Regions from separate parts of the Mus musculus genome. Here region 1 is linked to region 2. Evidence: chromatin contacts called from public Hi-C data. All regions are on one chromosome and are shown on one strand. The core of a region is the stretch at or near the end of the contact, and the rest is flanking DNA. Distances in the headings are between cores, read along the strand shown. Region 1 has its middle 130 kb from the start of Abcc12. Region 2 has its middle 5.5 kb from the start of Gm33687.

Region 1 (3,631 bases), core at 93-2,592, 160 kb after region 2:
TACAGCATCAACTAAATAGTTGGCATGTGACTCATACTGGAGCAGCCACATCACCATTATCAACTGCAAGTCTTGCATGGAGTGATGAGCGGGTGGGCAAGATCCTCTTTAGCTCCTGGAGCTGAGCTAAGTGAGATGTCACTTAGAAGCTGCCAGTAGACATCTCTGACATCACTGAGGGAGAGGATTTAGCAGAGGGAGGGTGCTGGGCTGAGCTGAGCTAACAGATGGAGTGCCTAGATCCAGCTGTGCTTGAAGCTCCACAGACCACATCCCTTTTCCTCCTTAACACTGAACTGGATTTCTGCCACTGAGGAATTGGTCTGTCTAACCCTTTTTGCACATAAGAGTTTGGTTTCTTCCTATGGCCAACGCGTGCAGTTCAGCGTGCAGTCTGATTTCTAGCTATGTAGTAATTGTGAGACTTTGTGCATGTTACTCAAACTCTCTCTGTCTTATTTTTTCAACTGCAAAAATGAAGAAAATGCAGCAGTAGCTCTTCAGAGAGTGAGGAAAATCAGTGTGTCAATATAAACTACTTACTTAGAACCTGTCTTCGCAAACCAAGCTCTCTAGTATTAGCAAGACTGCCACATCTCATACCCACGTGTAGCCCAGGAAGAGGCATACCATGGAGACTGTGCTAAGAGCTCTGTACCACTCAGCCTGCTCTTAGAATTACGGACTGACACTAGTTGGCCTTCTGTCTTTATCTCGTCTCACCTCCAAAGCCCCCAAAGGTCAATGGGAATGTTGATATGAAGGCCCACATCACAGATGGAGCCACACATGTCACAGATGGGGGGTAGCATCTCAGCCTAACTGGAACCAACCAAGGCAAGCACTCTGAAGGGGCAGAGCAGTCTGTATCGCTGTCAGTTAGTGGGAAGGGCACTGAGCATCTTTGAATAGAATAGAGGAGAGTATAGGTTCCTTCATCCTTTGAAATTTTCCCAAGAAATCTGGACCCATGTTTAAAAGTTACCTGTAAGCCTGTCACCTGTGTAGTAATTGATCTACACACTCCTGATCTTTCACTCTTGGCTATACTTTCCACCTCTTCATCTTATTGTATGAAGTCTTAAATTGTCCCCATAGAAAGATGAAAGGTGAACTTTTAGTGGAGTATAAGCTAAGAATCTCTAAGATCACTAAGATCCACTTTCTGGGATTATCCCTGTAGTGATGATGCTGTTCCTCTTTGACATATGGTAGGATAGCCCTCTAAATGATCAGGATTCATTTTCAATTCTTCCCATGTCAGAACATACACAAGTCCTTTCTTCACAGACCCTCAATTATTCCTGTTACTATGGAAACCACTGCCTGTGTCAGAGCACCTCAGAGCGGGTGGGAAGGAGGCATGAGCTGCTGCCATGGCAACATGTCTCTCCACAGCAGCATCTCACAGTCTATGCCATCTTGTTTCCAAAGAGAAGGAATGTTTACTGGGAGATCTGAGTAATTTCCCAGGCTGGGAGGTGGGAACTCAATAACTTGACCCTCATCAGTAGTTCGGTCAGCTCTCTGTGCCTGTTGTGAAAGACGTAGAAAGAAAGGTCACGTCAATGTCCTGAAATGCTCACAGAGGGCAGAACCCATTTGAAGCTGCAGTATCAGCCCACTGCCTTTGCTTCAGTGTCAATACTGATGTCCATAGTAATCTTACATATGCATGGCCTGGAACACGAGCATCAAAGGTCAAAGGCATAAGCCTGAGCATCTGACTCTCTGAATTCTAGTTCTGGCCTGGCTATCTCCTGGCTATGTTGTTGTGGGGTATCAACTAGCCTGTGCCTTAAATTTCTCTTCTGCTGTGAGGATGATAATAATTGTTCCCATTACACAAAGAAATATCACCAAACTTATGAAAATCTCTAAACTCATCATGTCGGTCCCCAATAAATGTCTAATGTCACCATCACTCGCAATAATTAGATTGTCTAATTTGTGTCATGCCTCACAAATTTGGTTACTGTCCTGTACAAGTGTACAGACAAAGAGAGTGTAGGTCACCTCTGTCCTCTTTCTGGAGCATACATTCTCAGTAAGTCCAAGCCATCCCTAAGGGGATATCAGTCCCTGTGGGTGGCAGAGGAGAAGCATCATTCTGTTGTATATTGTTCTGGTTGACTTTTGTCAATTTGGAACCAGCTACAGTCATTTGAGAAAAGGGAATCACAGTTAAGAAAAAGTTCCCATTAGAGTGGCCTGTAGGCAAGCCTGCAACCCATTTTCATGACTGATGATGGATGTGGAGCTGAGGTCTACATACCAGCCCAGTCCACTGGAGGCAATGCCACCTCTGGTCAGGTAGGCCTGGACTGTGTAAGAAAGTAGGCTGAGCAAGCCATGAGGAGCAAGCCAGTAAATAGGGCTCCTCCATGGCTTCTGCTTCAGTTCCTGCCTCCACATTTTGGTTCTGCTCTGGTCTCCTTCCACAGTGGACTGTGAAAAGTGAAAGCTGAAGGAAACCCTTTCCTCCCCAAGTTACTTTTGGACCTGGTGTTCCTCACAGGAACAGAAGCATAACTGAGACATACACAAAGCAAGATGATCTGTGTAGGATGTAAGTATACACACAGTGTGTCCCTCCTGCTAACATTTGTGAGCAAATGTATAGAAGGCAAGGAATGGAGGAATGTCTGAAAAGGCTCTTTGAGGAGATGGCTCTACAAACAGGACAGTCTTTAAGAGTCATCTGCAGGCAAAACCAAGCTCAGCTTACAACTCACAGTGGAATCAAGGTCAGGATTTCCAAGTTAAAACACACACACACACACACAAACACACACACACACACACACACACACACACTCCACAGATACTTCATTGGCAGGACAAACATACTTTGCATAACAACCTTGAAAGACTATCCATTGCTCAAGAAGATGGTATAAACTTGTTAGCAGGAGTGCAGAAAACCTCCAAAGTTGCTATTATTCTTGCCCTGGCGAGTCAGAATTTGGGCCTTGACCAGCACTACAAAACGAAATCCCCAAAACAGGCCCCGAACTCAAAACCCTTTCAATGATGTCACTGAAATAGCTAGCCTATAAGCATTTGTGTGGCAGGATATTTGATTATCCTGTGAACCCCAAGATTGTGTTGTTTACTGGAAAACCACATTTTTGGTTGTGGTGTGGCTCAGCCTTAGCACAAACCCTTAATCCTTCAGGGTGGAATTCAGACATGCCTTTAGTACACATCTTTATCCCCAAAAAATGAAATTAAAGTTAGTTTGTAGAAGGAAGCACCATGTTTGAAAGTGATGTCTAATCAAGTGGCAGACAACATGATGAATCAGAGAACGATATCACAGAATAGGATATGTCCAACTCCCATGAGAAGAAAGAGAAAAAGGACACTATTTAAAAGAGTAGTGCAGAGAAGGAGGCAGTCTTACTGGGAGAATTTTACAGAGACAGGTTACAGAGAGAACAAGCTAGACACAGGTAAAGACAGAGCAAGCCAGAGAATGAGTAGGAGTCAAAAGATTAGAACAGATTGCCAGAGTTGGTATGAGGTCAAGCAGAGCAAAAAGTCAGAGGCTGAGAAAGAAGCAAGTTTGAATCAGTTACAGTGGAGAGGAGTTTGAACCAGAACAACTAAATCAGGAGTCTGAGCTGAA
Region 2 (3,587 bases), core at 275-2,774:
TGAGGGAGCGGCACATATGAGGTTGGAGGCAGCTTTGATTCAGGCTGCTGATAGTTATTTTCCTCCCTTCCATGGTCTCTTCTGTTTGGTTTTCATTATGACTTGTGTCCTGGAGAAATTTCCCAAGAGTTGTAGGGTCCTTAAAGGCTCTCTCTCTCTCTCTCTCCCTGGCAAAAGCAATCATTGCCAATGGCAGGTGTTGACTGAGCATCAGAAAGAGAAGAGGGAAAAATAGGATTTTTTTTTTGAGTCTACTTTGCATATGAGAGAAAACCTGAGGAGAGTGACCTTGAATGAACCCCAAGAATTCGGGCTGGAATGACCTTTAGCTGTGAATAGAACAGGATGCTCACTCCCTGGGTGTAAGCAGCAGGTCATGCAACAGCTCAGATGACACACCCTCCCCATCTGCTCTGAGGTTTGCTTTAACCCAGGGAAGAAACATAAAGCACACCTGCAACTTCCCTGGCCTCTCTTCTGTGGCCCAGGGGATGTAAAATGGCTCTACTATCTGGATCCCAAGAGAGAACAATACAGATAACCATGCCAAAGGTGATGCTCTCCACTCAGAGCAGCTGCCACGGTTACTCTTTTTCTGACTCACGTTAACTCACCTTCACTTTATAGTGAGTGTCTAAGGATCTGAGAATTGCTAAGGGACTCAAGATAAATACAGAATTTGGGGAAGTGGGAGAATTTTCAAGGTCCAGGCATTGACATTCTGCTCCAGTTGCTCACTCTTCCTCCTGCCATCAGCCTTTGGAGCATCTATCGATCAACCCATCGATCCACTGGGAAGTGCACATTTCAAGCAAGTTTCTCCAGCAGCACTCTTAAGCGATCAGTGTTTCTATAACTCATTATGGAACAGGCAACAATTGCCCTGTTGGGTTTATGTAGTTGTGAGCCTCAAGTGAGGTGAGGGGGTGAGACATTAAGTGCAGCACAAATGAATACACTTTCATCCATCTGATAAGTGCTTATTGGGAATGTTAGTGTCAGAAGCAATTTTGCTTGTTTGCTGAGGCTTTGAGAACATTAACTCTCAAGAGCATCATTTTGGGGATGAAGTTGATTTCATTGTACTGGGTTGTCCACAGTCTTAACACATCCCTTTCAAGAGCTCCGTGACCACTATTGATTACAGACATAAGTACAGACACCTGAACTTGTACTTCACTAATGTCCTTCCTTTAACTTCTACGGTCTGTGGTGTTCACAGCACAGATACGCACTTTCTAAGAACACAGTTTTGCTCACTCACACAAGTCCACGTTCATGTAAATGCAGCTGGTATGGTGTACAATAGTGTTTGAAAGGAACCAATTTTTGAAACGATGGTGTGGAATAGGATGAGTTCTCTCTGGTTCTGAGTCTTCAAAAGCCATTTGTACTTTAAGGGCCCATTTGGAGAAGTGGGAAGAAAATCCCACTCTGCCAGCATGACTCAGGGCTGAAGAGCAAAGCAGTTTTAGGACCAAGAGGCAGAAGTAATACTACACTGGGTTAGTGGTATCCATGGCAACGTCAGAGCCTGGTAAAGTTAATAAGCCTGCTTTCAGAACTCAGCTGCTCTCCTTGGTGCGGATGGGGCCTGGCTTGGCTCCTTTTTATGTTTTTATGCCTGTCTTAGCTGATGCTTGTGCTGAATGCACCAATCCCTTCCCATTGCCTAACTGAGCAGGGCTGATGGCAGCCTACTTGGAACGGCTGGCCATGAGGAAGCCTTAGTGTATGTAGCCTTTGAGGGTACCTGTGAGATGCAGAGTTATCAGCTCCATTCTCATCATGCAAAATAAAGACTTCTTTACTTAGCCACAAGGTCAGTTTGCTGGGGAACTTCTCAGCCTTGCCTTCTGTTCTTGCTACTTCAGTCCATGCCTGTTGGTGGCTCTGTATGGCTCAGCCACTCCATGTGAGCAATGAATGTTTAATCCCAGCTCAGTCACTCAACACTTAATTCTTCCTCTTTGTGATGTAGGATATGTGATCACCGTGTGAACCCCAAGATTGTGAACTGGATAAACCTTGTTGTGGTGTGGCTCAGCCCTAGCACATGGCTTTAATCCAAGACCTTTCTGTAAACAAGAACTCAATAAAGTCAACGATAGACCAAGAGGCAGATTAAGCAACCAATTGTCAGGGAGTGAGCATAAGAAAACCCAGGAAAGAGAAGGAGAGTCTCTGAGTTGAAGGGTATAAAGACAGAGTGCAGAAGGAGGAGGGGCTTTTCCTTCTGGGACACCAGTGGAGTGGGAAGGTCAGCTGGGTACTTTCTCTGACTCTGTGAGCTAGCCGGCTTCCACCACAGCATCTGGCTTCTGTGCCTTCACTGATAAATCGAACGTTTGGGATTCTGTTTTTGTTTTTGTTTTTGTTTTGTTTTGTTTTGTTTGTTTTTAATGAGGATTAAGCAGTTTATTTTATATTCAGTCTACAAGACCCGGCATGCGGTAAACCCATGTCTCACTTATAAGAGGCAATGAAATCATAATTAAAAACAATGTGCCTTGTGCCATATGATTTTTTTATTTTCTTTATTTACAGTTCAAATTTTAATCCCCTCTCCTAGTTTCCCCTCTGAAAACCCCCTATCCCATCCCACCTCCCCCTGTTCACCAACCCACCCACTCTCACTTCCCTGTCCTGCCATCCCCCTACACTGGGGAATAGAGCCTTCTCAGGACCAAGGGCCTCTTCTCCCACTGATGTCCAACAAGCCCAACCTCTGCTACATAGGCAGCTGGAGCCATGGGTCCCTCCATGTGTACTTTTGGTTGGTGGTTTACTCCTTGGGAGCCCTGGGGGTACTAGTTGGTTCATATTGTTGTCCCTCCTATGGGGCTGCAAACCCCTTCAGCTCCTTTGGGTCCTTTTCTAGTTCCTCCATTGGGGACCCTGTGCTCAGTCCAATGATTGGCTGCAAGCATCCACCTCTGTATTTGTCAGGCACTGGCAGAGCCTCTCAGGAGAGAGCCATATCAGGCTCCTGTCAGCAAGCACTTGTTGGCATCCACAATAGTGTCTGGGTTTGGTGGGGATTTTGTTTTTTAAGAACAGCATCTGTGCCTCAGTTTCCTCACCTTTAGGAAAGTTAACTAATAAGAGAATCTTGCCTAGTATTTACAATGGTGATTACTTCTTTTTTATTTTATGTTTTTATTATTTTACTCTTTTGCTTTTGAGAGAGTTTCACTCTAACATAGGCTAACTTAGAATCCCATCAACAACCCAGACTGGCTTAGAACTTCCTCAGTAGTCCAGGCTGGCCTCCAATTCCTGCTATTTTTGCCTTTGCTTCCCAAGAGCTGAGGTTACAGGTGGCTGCGTCTATACCAGACCCAGTGTGGGTTTTAATTTTAACTGATCAGAGATGCGTGGGGGCTAGAGAGTAGAGCAGGGCTTGTGGTTCCTGTGGGCTTGGAGCAGAGCAGGGCTGGCGGTTCCTGCTCACAGTGGCTGAGGATGAGTCAGAGAGATGAGAGGCATAAATAGCTCCTGTCTGTCAGCTCTTCCCTGACTCTACCCAGTCCGCAGACCTGTCCACCCCTTTCCTCCACCTCATTCCCAAAGGCACTCCTTTGGCT

Evidence for each region. Hi-C and Micro-C count contacts between places; a contact is called where the count stands out from the background.
Region 1: a Hi-C map of cortical neurons shows a contact between it and region 2, with 2.7 times the contacts expected there. The contact joins two enhancer-like sites. A contact is called at or near these places in 2 of 39 promoter capture datasets (embryonic stem cells and hippocampal neurons), 6 of 484 Hi-C or Micro-C datasets (cerebral cortex, cortical neurons, embryonic stem cells and 2 more) and 1 of 9 other capture datasets (embryonic stem cells).

Annotation. Positions count from the first base shown.
Region 1 is chr8:86,437,464-86,441,094 of GRCm38.p6, forward strand. No RefSeq gene overlaps it. Among named protein-coding and RNA genes, the nearest start is that of Abcc12, 130 kb to the right of the region's middle. Within about 2 kb of position 1,343, at least 79 of the 459 cell types and tissues checked have an H3K27ac peak or open chromatin away from gene starts, as enhancers often do. A contact at or near this core is called in cerebral cortex, cortical neurons, forebrain and 2 more, where this site is marked.
Region 2 is chr8:86,272,462-86,276,048 of GRCm38.p6, forward strand. No RefSeq gene overlaps it. Among named protein-coding and RNA genes, the nearest start is that of Gm33687, 5.5 kb to the right of the region's middle. Within about 2 kb of position 1,525, at least 53 of the 459 cell types and tissues checked have an H3K27ac peak or open chromatin away from gene starts, as enhancers often do. A contact at or near this core is called in cerebral cortex, cortical neurons, forebrain and 2 more, where this site is marked.